2 separate regions of the Mus musculus genome follow, and region 2 is linked to region 1. A link is a contact called in public Hi-C data. All regions are on one chromosome and are shown on one strand. Each heading gives the region's core, a stretch centred on a gene start, on an enhancer-like site or on the middle of the called end of the contact. The rest is flanking DNA. Distances are from core to core; before and after follow the strand shown.

Region 1 (5,500 bases), core at 83-2,582:
GGTTGTCAGAGTCGACATCACAGTCATTTTCTTTACTTGTAAACAGTGATGGATAATTGGGACAAGCAGAGTAAATAGCAGCGTTACTCTGAGTGACAATCCCTGATGACTGTCTTGGCCTTGTGACAGTACTGTCTGAAGTGAACGACTTGGTTTTAACCCTTGTTGCCTGCAGAATTTTTCACGGAGGCTTCTCTAGATGTTGGAAGCTGCAGACATTTCTGGATTAGATCTGGGAAGCTTCTGGATGGTGGGTCTCCTCTGAGACTACCTAGACTAGCAATTTCCACATCCCAGCCAGAATCCCTGGATCAAAATCTTGTACGAAGCTCATTCTGTCTAAGGCTCGTGGTGGGTATAGGGCTCAGAGGCTCACAGGTGCTCCCTCTTGTGGGGCGGTCTGCAAGTAGCATTCTTCATCCGGGTGTCGGAGGAATATCCGTAAAACGTATTCCTTGGTGGAAGCCATGACTCAATTTAATGGGAGTGAAGATCACAGAGAAGAAAATTACCCAGAATGACTTAGGAACCCTTTGCTTTCTCCTGGCCTCAGTTTCCCTATCTGTATTTTGAGACTGCAGTCTTCCACGCTCTCAACATCCCAAGCACGTACTATATTAAAGCATGATGCGGGCGCCCCCTTGTGGTCAGAAAAGGCCTTGGCTGTTGGAGGAGTTGATGGCGTCTGTAGGTTTACGCAAATGGAGGCCCAAGACAGGCCTTCCTGTTTTCTGCTCGATTTAGTGCTCTGTCTCGAGGTTAGTCTCTTCTCTTGATTGATCCTCATATTCTCACATCGAGTGGAGCATCAGGAGGCCCAAAGAGACATGATGGACAATGTTCCCTTGGCGATGCCACTAACTGCGTGTGATTTTCGCCAGGGCCTTTTACCGGAAGCAGGCTTACATAACTGCAGTGATGGGGGATGGGCACTGTCAGCCTTCAACCTGGCATCTAGGAGGTCTGTGAAATCCCCTGAGGTCTAGGGAGCATTTGTGCAGACCAGCAGTTGTAGGAGACAAAGGTCCAGTGTTTTGTCTGCGTTTCTTGAGGTGGCTTTGCCGCTTTGAGTGCATTAGTGATAAAGCTTCAGGGGAGAGGCCTTACCTTCAGAACGCTCACATCGGGCTCCTTTTTGGTCACCAATACTGAGTAGACGTGCTTTAAAAGCCAAAGAAAAATGAAGAAAACAACAAACAAACAAACAAACAAACAACAAAAAAAGCCAAGTCCCCTAGATCAGAACTGACAACCAGGGCAAATGGTCTCAGCTCTGTATACCTCTGCCTGCTGGTTTTCCTGTCCTGTAATCCCAACGTGATCCCTGGGAACTCCAAAGACAGGAACTGACAACAGGCAGTCCTGGCGGGCTCTGTTAAGCTACAAGGATGGATGATGGCTGGCTTCAGTTTCTAGTCAGTTTCACACTGCCACGGAATCGGTGACCGGTTCTGTCTCCTTTTTGCAAATCATGAGTAGAGGTGGAAGAGGGAGGCTAAGTCACCACGGTTAGTTCACTTGATTCTCACAATAGCTCTGGGAAGTAGGCCTGTTATCACCATGTACTTACAGAAACTGAGTCTTGGAACTGGAGAGTGACTTATCGCATACCAGAAAAGGTGTTGATGGTGGGGCTGTGTGCGTGTCCATGTGAGTATATATGTGTATATATTTGTGTGTGTGTATATTTGCTTATGTGTTTGCATATATGTGGGTGTATGTATCTATGTGTGTGCATTTATGTATTGTGTATATATGTATATGTGTATATATTTATATATGTATGTATGAATGCATGTGTATATCTGTGTGTGGCATATTTTCCTCTAAGTTTTACTATGTAGTTTTTTAAAAAATTTAGCATATGTTACTTAGGCATGATAATGGGTTTTATTATGACAGTCTCTTACATATATAGCACGTATTTTACTCCTAGTCACCTCCATTACCCTTTCCTGTCACTTTGCCTCTCCTGCTGAGCCTTCCTCCCACCCCAGCTAGGCCCCACAATGTTACATTCATGTCTTCTTTACAAAGAGGAACTACTGAGTTTTGTTAGTGTTGCTTACAGAGACATGGCTGCAAAGGTGTTGTTACAGGAGAGCACACACCTTCACTGAAGACAATGTCTAGTCCTCTCCCAGACACCACGGAATCGCTGGGCTTTTAATTGTGATTTGCAGCTGGCCCATGTGGCACTCACAGGACTGACGAGGGGCACTCAGCACCTCAGGAGACATCATGCCCAACTGTTGGAGCCACTGGTGTGTCCACTAGAGCATTCTGAGCACGTCCCCAAGGTGTCTGACTGAGGTCCTTGTCCCAGTTTCTGGACTGAATTTCTGGCTGTATAGCAGTTTCGGACAACCCATAACTCTCCTCTTCAGTTTCTCATTTCCTGGTGACAGGATCTTATCTTGACATTCCCTGGCCCACACCTTGCTTTGATCTGTCACTGGGCTTGGCAAGTCACTCATGCAGAAGTCCACATGTCCTCTCTGTTCCTTACAAGGCCTGGAGACTGGCAGCTCTCCTGGCCCCCCCTCCCTGCACAATAACATAGGGCCACACCCACAGAACAGTTTATCAACACTGGGGCACCAGTGACTTCCCACCACTTACCTGATCCCCACCCCAAGTCTTCTGTATGAGGGTGTCCTGGATACGTGAGAAATTACCAAGCATTCAAATGTTATGCTTATCTTTGTCCTTGGGGTCTGAGAGGGCCAGGATCTCATGGACATCTTATATTCCCAGCTAGAACAAGGTCCTCCCATCCCACTTCTCCCTTTCTCTACCACACCAGTGAACACTATGGCTGGGTTCTGTGTTACTCTCTCTTCCCTAACCACCGTGGCCATCAAGTCTGCCTCTGTCCACACTGGACTGTTTGAGGCTGGTCCTCACTTGCCCGTGACATGGTCACCATCTCCTTCACTGTGTTACTGAAGTCCAAATATCCAGAATCTAGGCGTGGAGTGCATAGCATGCCCACTGTTCTGTGAATTCTCACTGTCATGGCCACTGAAAATCCCTACGCCTATTAAATAAGCGAATGCAAGGGTGGATTGACAAGACACTCCCCGCTGCTCTCAAGCCGTGTCCCGCCGTACTGAATACAGCTGCACTTGCTCCTTGGATATTATTACATGCAGAATTTCACCTCCATTCCCATTAAATACAATTCATTCATGCCTGTAAGCGCTTTATAGATAGCCTTCTTGACCCTCCCATCGATTTAGTGAGGGAGAGACCCAGGGAATGATTGACAGATGCTCAAAGCTCAAGCAACTTCTAGAGACAACCTTCCCAATGCCGTGGCCATTTAATAACAGTTCTTCATGTTGTGGTGACCCCCCCCCCCACCATAAAATTATTTTTTGTTGCTACTTCATAACTGTAATTTTGTTACTGTTATTAATCAGAATATAAAGATTTGATATACAGGTGGTCTTAGTTGACCTCTGTAAAAGGGTCTTTCAATTCCTCAAAGGTCATAACCCACAGGCTGAGAACCACTGCATTAAGGGGTGAAGCCGGGACACCATCCCAGGTAGGGTTAACTCAGAGCTGAAGCACAGAGCACAGTGTTCTGTGCTGTGCCCAACCACAGGGTATTTGCAGATGAGAGGCACCTGACTCCCAGTGCCTCATCCAAAGTACAATAGAGTCCAATTAGGGCACTCACCTTCCCCCCCCATCCCCCAGGTGTCAAACGTCTTTAATCAATAGGCTTCAGCTAGAGTTTAAAAGTTGGCTTCGGATCACCCTGGATGTATAATTACGTATTGTAGCAACACATCCGTATGGCTGTCACACCCCATCCCATCATTAAGCCAAGATGAAAAGGACCTCCAGCGAATTCCAGACTAACCTTCTGAGCCTGTTTTATCAAGGAAAGAAGCTGGGTCATTAATGACCTCTCTCCAGTGACATCCCTTTCTCTCTAGGAAATTTCCTCTGGCTTCCCCTCAGCTCTGTCCCTTGTGTCTCATGATTAATGACCCACTAGCTGTCAGTTTTAGAACCTTGGTCCCTACTTGTTCCGATCCCATTACTTTAGGCAGGTCTGCTGCGCCCAGCAGATGTAGAGCAAGAGAGAGAGAGAAACTGGAAGATGCTTTTGAAGTATTTTTACATTCACGATTTCCTTGGGGAGAGCACCTGCTTTGGAACCACAAAGAGAGGCACCACAAGGAGCAGCAGACGGGACAGGTAGACCGGCTGGCTATATTTGAATGTGGCATTCCCAGTGCAAATACGCTATGACTGCCAGAGCCTGTGGAGTGGGACTAAGGTCTCCAGATGTTTTGGGTGAGTCAGGGTTTGTACAGCGACTGCCAGAGGCCATAGTAGGTGTTGAAGATGAATTTTTTGAACATTAAATGCACAGCCAGCCTGTGATTGTACCCCAGGGCTTGTTGAGTGCTACGAAGCCTGGGTCTCTTGGTCTTGCGTTTGAATGGTTTAGAATCCAATCCCACCTATCTATCTACACATGACTTTTGAGGGAGAGGAACATTTGGGATGAGGAATCCCAGCCTACTTGTTAGAACTCCTTCTGATATAAAGCCTCATTATGCTTTTTTCCCCCGGCCCCACTGTGGACTTTTGAGTTCTGCTGAGATCATTAAAGACAGGTGTTTCCTTTGTTGGTCTGTCTCTGCTGGTATATTTCTATTTATCTCTCTTTCTCATCAATTTTCTACAAATCTGATGACTTTTTAAAAAAAAATTCTGGAACGCCTCCACCCAATTCTGAGCATTATTTGTTCTGAGTATAGAAGGGCCTCATAGCAGACACATCAGGTTGACTACCATAGTCTCTAGCATAGCATTCAATTTCACCTTTGCAGTAAGATGCTATAGAGAAGATGTCTATAGCAATGGAGGGGCAGACTTTAACTTGGCTTTGTTCTTGGAATTAATGGGAATGGACAGGCGGCAATGTCTAATACTGACTGGCAGGCAGTGGCTGCCGGTGATAAGCCCAAGGCTTTGCACAGCTCTGAAGGGAAAAGCTACCAGAATTGCCCAGTTGGTGCCCACCACCGGTCTAGGTGAAGCAGGTAGGCAGTAGCAGTGTGCTGGGTATTTGCAGAGCTACTGAGCAACCTTGTGTTGGGGAGATTAACTGAATTATGTAAAACAGGCTGTGGCTCTGTGGAATGGACATGGCCAGAGATAGAGGCAGCAGTGACAGAGCATGAGAGGAAGACATTGTGACTCCCTGTGGTTATTCTTGACCTGGTTAATGCATATAGAAAGCCTCACTGGAGTTATATTCATCCAGCCCCCTACCCGACCTTCTGAAGCCCAGCTTGATACTGCAGACTTATCATTGGTCTGTTTCCCAGAGAATCCCAATGCTGGCGAGAAGCACTGCAGACCTTCTTTGGAACCTCAGGTAGACCCTTGTCTGGGCTTAGTTTTGCTACCTAGTCTCTGGCCACAGTCCTGCTCGGAGGAGGAGCAGCCCAGGAGATTTTGTCATGCAGAG
Region 2 (5,553 bases), core at 2,318-4,817, 200 kb before region 1:
GCATCACTCAGCCCTGTGGGTGAAGACAGGGTGACTATGACCTCATCAAATGAACTAGTCTCCTAGCTCTATCCAGGAGCTTCATGGACGGGGATCCTTCTAGAATATATTAGTGTACTCTGCTTCTAGAGCAGACTGGCCAGTTCTTCCCATGTGACCACAGAGTGCAATTTCCCTGAGATGTTTTCCTTAACCTGGAGACTGGTGGCAAAACCATCCCTGCAGAGTCACTCGGGAGGTTTGAAGGAGCAGTGGTGTTTATTTGGTCTGAACATCAGAGCTTGGGAGAAGGTGGTAGGAGATAGAAGAGAGCGTTGAAATTTTGAGGATAACTTCTGAGACTTTCAAGGGTGCCATGTTCACTACTACAGTGTTTCCGGATACAGTGTGTGAGAGACACTAACATAGTTCCTCCAAATGCTGCTAAATTTAAATGGATAGTTATGTCTTAATATTATTATTTTCTCTGTGCATATGATATGTGTGTATGTGTGTTTGAGTGAGTGTGTGTATGAATATAGGTATGTGCGTGTAGAGGTCAGAGGACAACTTTTTCATCCATCCTTGTCTTCTTTGGGTCTTTGCTGTGCACAGCTTAGTTGGCCTGTGTGGTGGTTTGAATAAAAATGGCCTCCACAGGCCCATAGGGAGTGGCACTATTAGGAGGTGTGGCTTTGGAGTAGGTGTGGCTTTGTGGGAGGAGGTGTGTCAGTAGGGAGTGGGCTTGAGGTCTCAGCAGGGCAAGCTTGTCCAGTGTATTGCTGTCACTCTCTTCTGCCTATGGACCCAGATGTAGAACACTCAGCTGCTTCTCCAGTACTATGTCTGCCTGCATGCCACCATGCTTCCTGCCATGAACTAAACAGCCAAACCATAAGCCAGTCCCATTTAAATGTTTTCCTTTATAAGAATTACTGTGGTCATGGTGTCTCTTCACAGCAATAAAAGCCTAAGACAGTCTGAGTGTCTGGAGATTTTCAGGTTTCTGACTCCCAGTCGTAGGGGTCAGAGACTCCCATCTTGTCATAGGAACATGGTGCTTAGGAATACACGGTGAACAGGCACCGTGACTGGATCTTATGGGCTTTGGGGATTTGAACTCGGGTCCTCATGCTTATATAACAAATTGTTTTACTCGTTCAGCAAGTGGTTCTCAACCTTCCTAGTGCTGGGACCCTTTAGTTCCTCATGTTGTGGTGATCCCAGCCATAAGTTAGTTTTGTTGCTACTGTTAAAAATTGTAATGTCAATATCTGTGTTGACAGATGATCTTAGGTGACTCTCGTGAAGGGGTTGTTTGTCTCCAAAGAGGCTATGATGCACAGGTTGAGAACCACTGTGCTAGGCCATCTCCTCAGTCCTTAATATTCTTCTTTATTATAGGCTAAATGATGTGTGGCTAGGGATGTAAGTCAGGTGGTAGAGTGCTTGCCTAGCTTGCTAGAAGTTAATCCTAGCCCTCAGGAGCTTGCTAGATGTGGTGGGAAGCAGAGTGAGGGCAATCTTTATGAGTTCAAGGCCAAGCTGGACTACATTGAGCTCCAGGCCAGGCATAGCTTCCTAGGGAGACACTGTCTTTAAAAAAAAAATAAAAGTAACAGAGAGACCACATACATTTTTGGGCTAGACTGTGCATGTGTGTGTGTGTGTGTGTGTGTGTGTGTGTGTGTGTGTGCTGGAGACTGAACTCAGAGCTTACAATCTCAGCACCTCTGGCTGGAATCATCCTGAGCATCATGACACTTCCTCAGCCATGTCCCTGAGTGTAAGAGTTATCTTCTTATAGAGCATTTCTATGACAGTCATGACACGTAACTGCCAGACAATGGTATTTATCTGATATACAAGTCATATTCAAATTTCAAGTGCCCTTTAAATCTTCATACAGTCTTTAGAGTACTTGTACATTATTATTATGTGTGTATACGTGGTGTGTATGTGTGTGTGTGTGTGTGTGTGTGTGTGTGTGTGTGTGTGTGTGTGTGTGGCATTCATATGCCACGGTGTGCGTGTGGATATCAGACGATAACTTTTGGGAGTCAGGGTCAGTTCTCTCTTTGCGGGTCTTGGTGTTCTTTAACCTAGGGTAATATTGTGTGTGTGTGTATGTGTGTGTGTGTGTGTGTGTGTGTGTGTGTGTGTGTGTGTGATTGATTTTTTTCTTTTTACGCTACTAGGTTGGATTGAACCCTAGGGCCTCAATCATGCTAAGCAAGCATTCTACATTCTACCACTGATTGCTACTGTGGTTTTACTTTTTTATCTATTTCCCTTCAGAGTGCAAACTCATGCAGACAAGTGCTATCTATTTTGTGTACTGTGCTACGTGGCCTGAGATAGTACTGGAAGCACAGTACTCCTTCTATAAATGTGTCTATTGAATGAATGAAAAGCAACATACTAATGGCCCAGTTAGTTCTCCATAGATCTTTTCTACATGACAGAACAGAACAAGGCACAGAATTAAATTTTGTTGTCGTTTTTTGAGACCCGTAGCTGTGGCTGTCCTGAAACTCACTCTGTAGACCAGGCTGGCCTGCCTTGACCTCACAGAGATCCACCTGCCTCTGCTTCCTCAGTACTGAGATTAAGGGTATGTACCATCATACCCAACAATGCTTTGTTGTTGTTGTTGTTGTTTTTGTTTTTGTTTTTGTTTTTTTTTTTTTGAGATGGGGTTTCAGGTAGTCCAGGCTGGCTTCAAATTTTCTATGCAGCCAAGAATGTCCTGGAACTTCTGATCCTTTGCTTTCACCTTTTAAGTGCTGGAATTATAGGTCCAGGCCACCAGGCCTGGATTTATGCCAAGGCAGGGCCTTATGCATGTTAAGCAAGTACTCTACCACCAACATCACCAACTCCAACACAAGATAGTTCTTTGGGTTTGGTTAGTAGCAGAGAAAGACTAAAGTGAGCTAGATGTCCATCCACATAAAGGATTAGTGAGAGGAATGGCTTTCTCTGCCATTTTAAACAAGAATAAGGACTCTGTCACAGGAAGAAGTGACTCCAGACATATGGGAAAACAGAATGGTGTTGGGCTATGGATGGCAAGTGACACCATAGTAGAAAAAATATGATGTGTTTATGATCTGTCCTGGATATAGACTTGAGAAGCAGCATACTCTTGTCTTTGGGAGAAAAGCCTGTGACTTCTGCAACGTGGACGTATAATGCTTTTCAAGAAGAGAAGTATCTGGGATTGGGGATATGGCTCAGATTCCTGACTTCCATTTGCAAAGTCCTAGTTTTGAGCTTCAGCACCATACAAAGGGAGCATGATCAAGTTGGCCCAGCTGGTAAAGGTACTTGCTGACAAGCCTTGTGATATAAATTTAATTCCTAGAATTTATATGATGGAGGGAGAAAAGTGACTCCTACAAATAGTCCTATTTCCATAGGCACTGTGGTACATGTGTATATGAGCATACACATACATGCACGTACACCCTGTAAACTGAAAAACAAGCAAAAGCACAACTAACCAACCAACCAAAGGGGATGTTCGGAGCCACCCCCTAGCCTTGTAGGAGTGCAGATGTTGTTTTAAGCCACTCAGGGGAAGTGAAACCAGGCAAGAATTACAAGGAAGGACCAACTTGCTTAATGGCCAGGGAACAGGAATAGGTATGGCTTCTGTAAGGCAATGGCATATTTAAGCTGGAGCGTTAGGATCCTTGAAGGGTTGAGGGAAGATGCTTCGGGAGAAGGCAGAGCCTATGCAGACAGCACCACTGGGAAGGGATGGAGAGACCTCTTACCTTTGGCTGGGGGTCGATTTTGTAGGTAGTCTGCTGAAACTGGCGAATCTCTCGGATAATATGGGAGATCTGCAGGAAGGAGGAGGGGTTTTAGAACAGTCTGTTCTCTTGTGTTGCCTTGTGGCTGGAAAGGGTCATTGGTAGCTAGCTATCTCTGAAGTCACATTGACTCCTGGAAAACTCTGCTGGCTTTCTTTACACCAGCCACCTGTTTCCGAGGTGAAATCTGTCTGTGTGTGGGAGAGCTGTGCTAGTGTGTGTGTGTGTGTGTGTGTGTGTGTGTGTGTGTGTGTGTGTGTGTGTGTGTGTTTTAAAGAGAACGCTCTTAGCCAGGGCTGCAGATTTCCCAACACCACTACAACCAAATGTCAGGCTTCCAATCAAAGTGGGTGCCAGACGTGTGGGTGTCTAATGTGTGCACGGCAGGATGCAAAGCATAAGGGCTTCCCTCCATCACCAAGATGGAGCTCCTCGTTTGCGTTTGAAAGATATCCTTTTTTAAATGTGTAAGCACATTTTACCTAGTGGGTGCAAATAGAGGCTCTTTGGCTGGGGTGAGTGAGAGACATGGACAGCTAGGAGTCCTGTGCCTGCTCAGATAGGTCTCTTTAGATCCTCTCACTCTCATGGCATGAATCTACTAGAACAGATTTGAAACTTGCTTTCTTGGGTGGTGTTGCTGCAGGGTGATTTTTCTGTAGTTACACAAAACAAGCATTTCTGTGGCCAATGAAGGGCGAGATGTGAAGGTGAGGTGGGCTTTGAGGTCAGACCCAGCTCTTCTTTGCACATAGGTGGGTTATCTTGACCTCACCCATCCTCCCCTGTAAGGAAGGGGGACTGGGCTGAAGTGGGAAAGGCAGGAAACACAGGGCTAAGGACATGAGCGTCAGCCATGGTTTTTACTGGAGGCCTCAAGCCAGGCACAGGCTGTGCTGGGGCAGAGAAAGGGTAGTTCAGTCTGGAGTGGGTAGTGCCCCCATTCGCCCAGCGAGACTTACCATTCTCATCTTGGAGAAGTTGACCAGGCCGTCCTCTGTGTAATTGGGTGTCCCCTCCTCGATGAACACCAAGTCGGTGAGATACATCCCCAGGTAAGGGACACAGGGTGGATCACAACTTGGAAAGAAATGGCATCCACAAAAGTTTTTTACTTAAGGAAAGGAACTTCTGCTGAGAGCAGAGCACTCTGCATGCAGGTCTTGCCTGGCTAGAGGCAAAGGGGTTTATAGTTATGAAGAATCACAGGGCACACACAGGCCTTGATAGACCCCCCCAGCCAGGCTGGAAGGTGGGCTAGATAGTATGAAGCTGCCTGGGCCCTCACGCGCAGGCTAGGAGAAGGGGTCTTATTTAAATCTCCTCCCTCTATGACCCCAAATGCCTTTCTTTACTTCTCTGGCATATGCACAGTGGAGTCCCCCAGCTGTTCCCCAGCTACCTCCTGGTTCACAGTTTTTCCACTGTTATTCTGTGTTCAGTCACCTCTGGGGAGGCCGTGCCACCCATGCCCAAGTTCCAGCAGTCACTCAGTGCGGCGTTCCCAAGACCTGTCTTCTTGTCACCTAGGCTTGAGGGCCAGAGCAGAAAACCCTGGCCCTCTGACCATTTTCCTGGAAGTGTCTTCTGGAAAGGGTGGGTGATTCTCAGGGTCTGTAGTTATAAGAGATTGAGACTCTGGTGCGACGGACCAGGCCTCTGATGTGTAGCTCTGAGCATGGGCTCATGTCTGTGGACCATGGCAGCTTTCTGGTACCTTGGAAGGGTTCAGGGGGGAAAGGAATAATGGGAT

What was found. Hi-C and Micro-C count contacts between places; a contact is called where the count stands out from the background.
Region 2: a contact with region 1 is called in a Hi-C map of bone marrow-derived macrophages, with 32 read pairs. The contact joins the enhancer-like site here to the promoter of 4930524O08Rik in region 1. A contact is called at or near these places in 1 of 484 Hi-C or Micro-C datasets (bone marrow-derived macrophages), 6 of 115 datasets of contacts at active chromatin or transcription factors (bone marrow-derived macrophages, embryonic stem cells, extraembryonic endoderm stem cells and 3 more) and 2 of 9 other capture datasets (bone marrow-derived macrophages and embryonic stem cells).

Annotation. Positions count from the first base shown.
Region 1 is chr9:89,822,351-89,827,850 of GRCm38.p6, reverse strand. It overlaps 4930524O08Rik (RIKEN cDNA 4930524O08 gene), which reads right to left and starts at 1,332. Exons shown (of 6, transcript NR_040735.1): 1 at 614-1,332.
Region 2 is chr9:90,019,640-90,025,192 of GRCm38.p6, reverse strand. It overlaps Rasgrf1 (RAS protein-specific guanine nucleotide-releasing factor 1), which reads right to left. Exons shown (of 27, transcript NM_011245.2): 25 at 4,763-4,880; 26 at 3,762-3,830. Among named protein-coding and RNA genes, the nearest start is that of Ctsh, 32 kb to the left of the region's middle. Within about 2 kb of position 3,567, at least 29 of the 459 cell types and tissues checked have an H3K27ac peak or open chromatin away from gene starts, as enhancers often do. A contact at or near this core is called in bone marrow-derived macrophages and microglia, where this site is marked.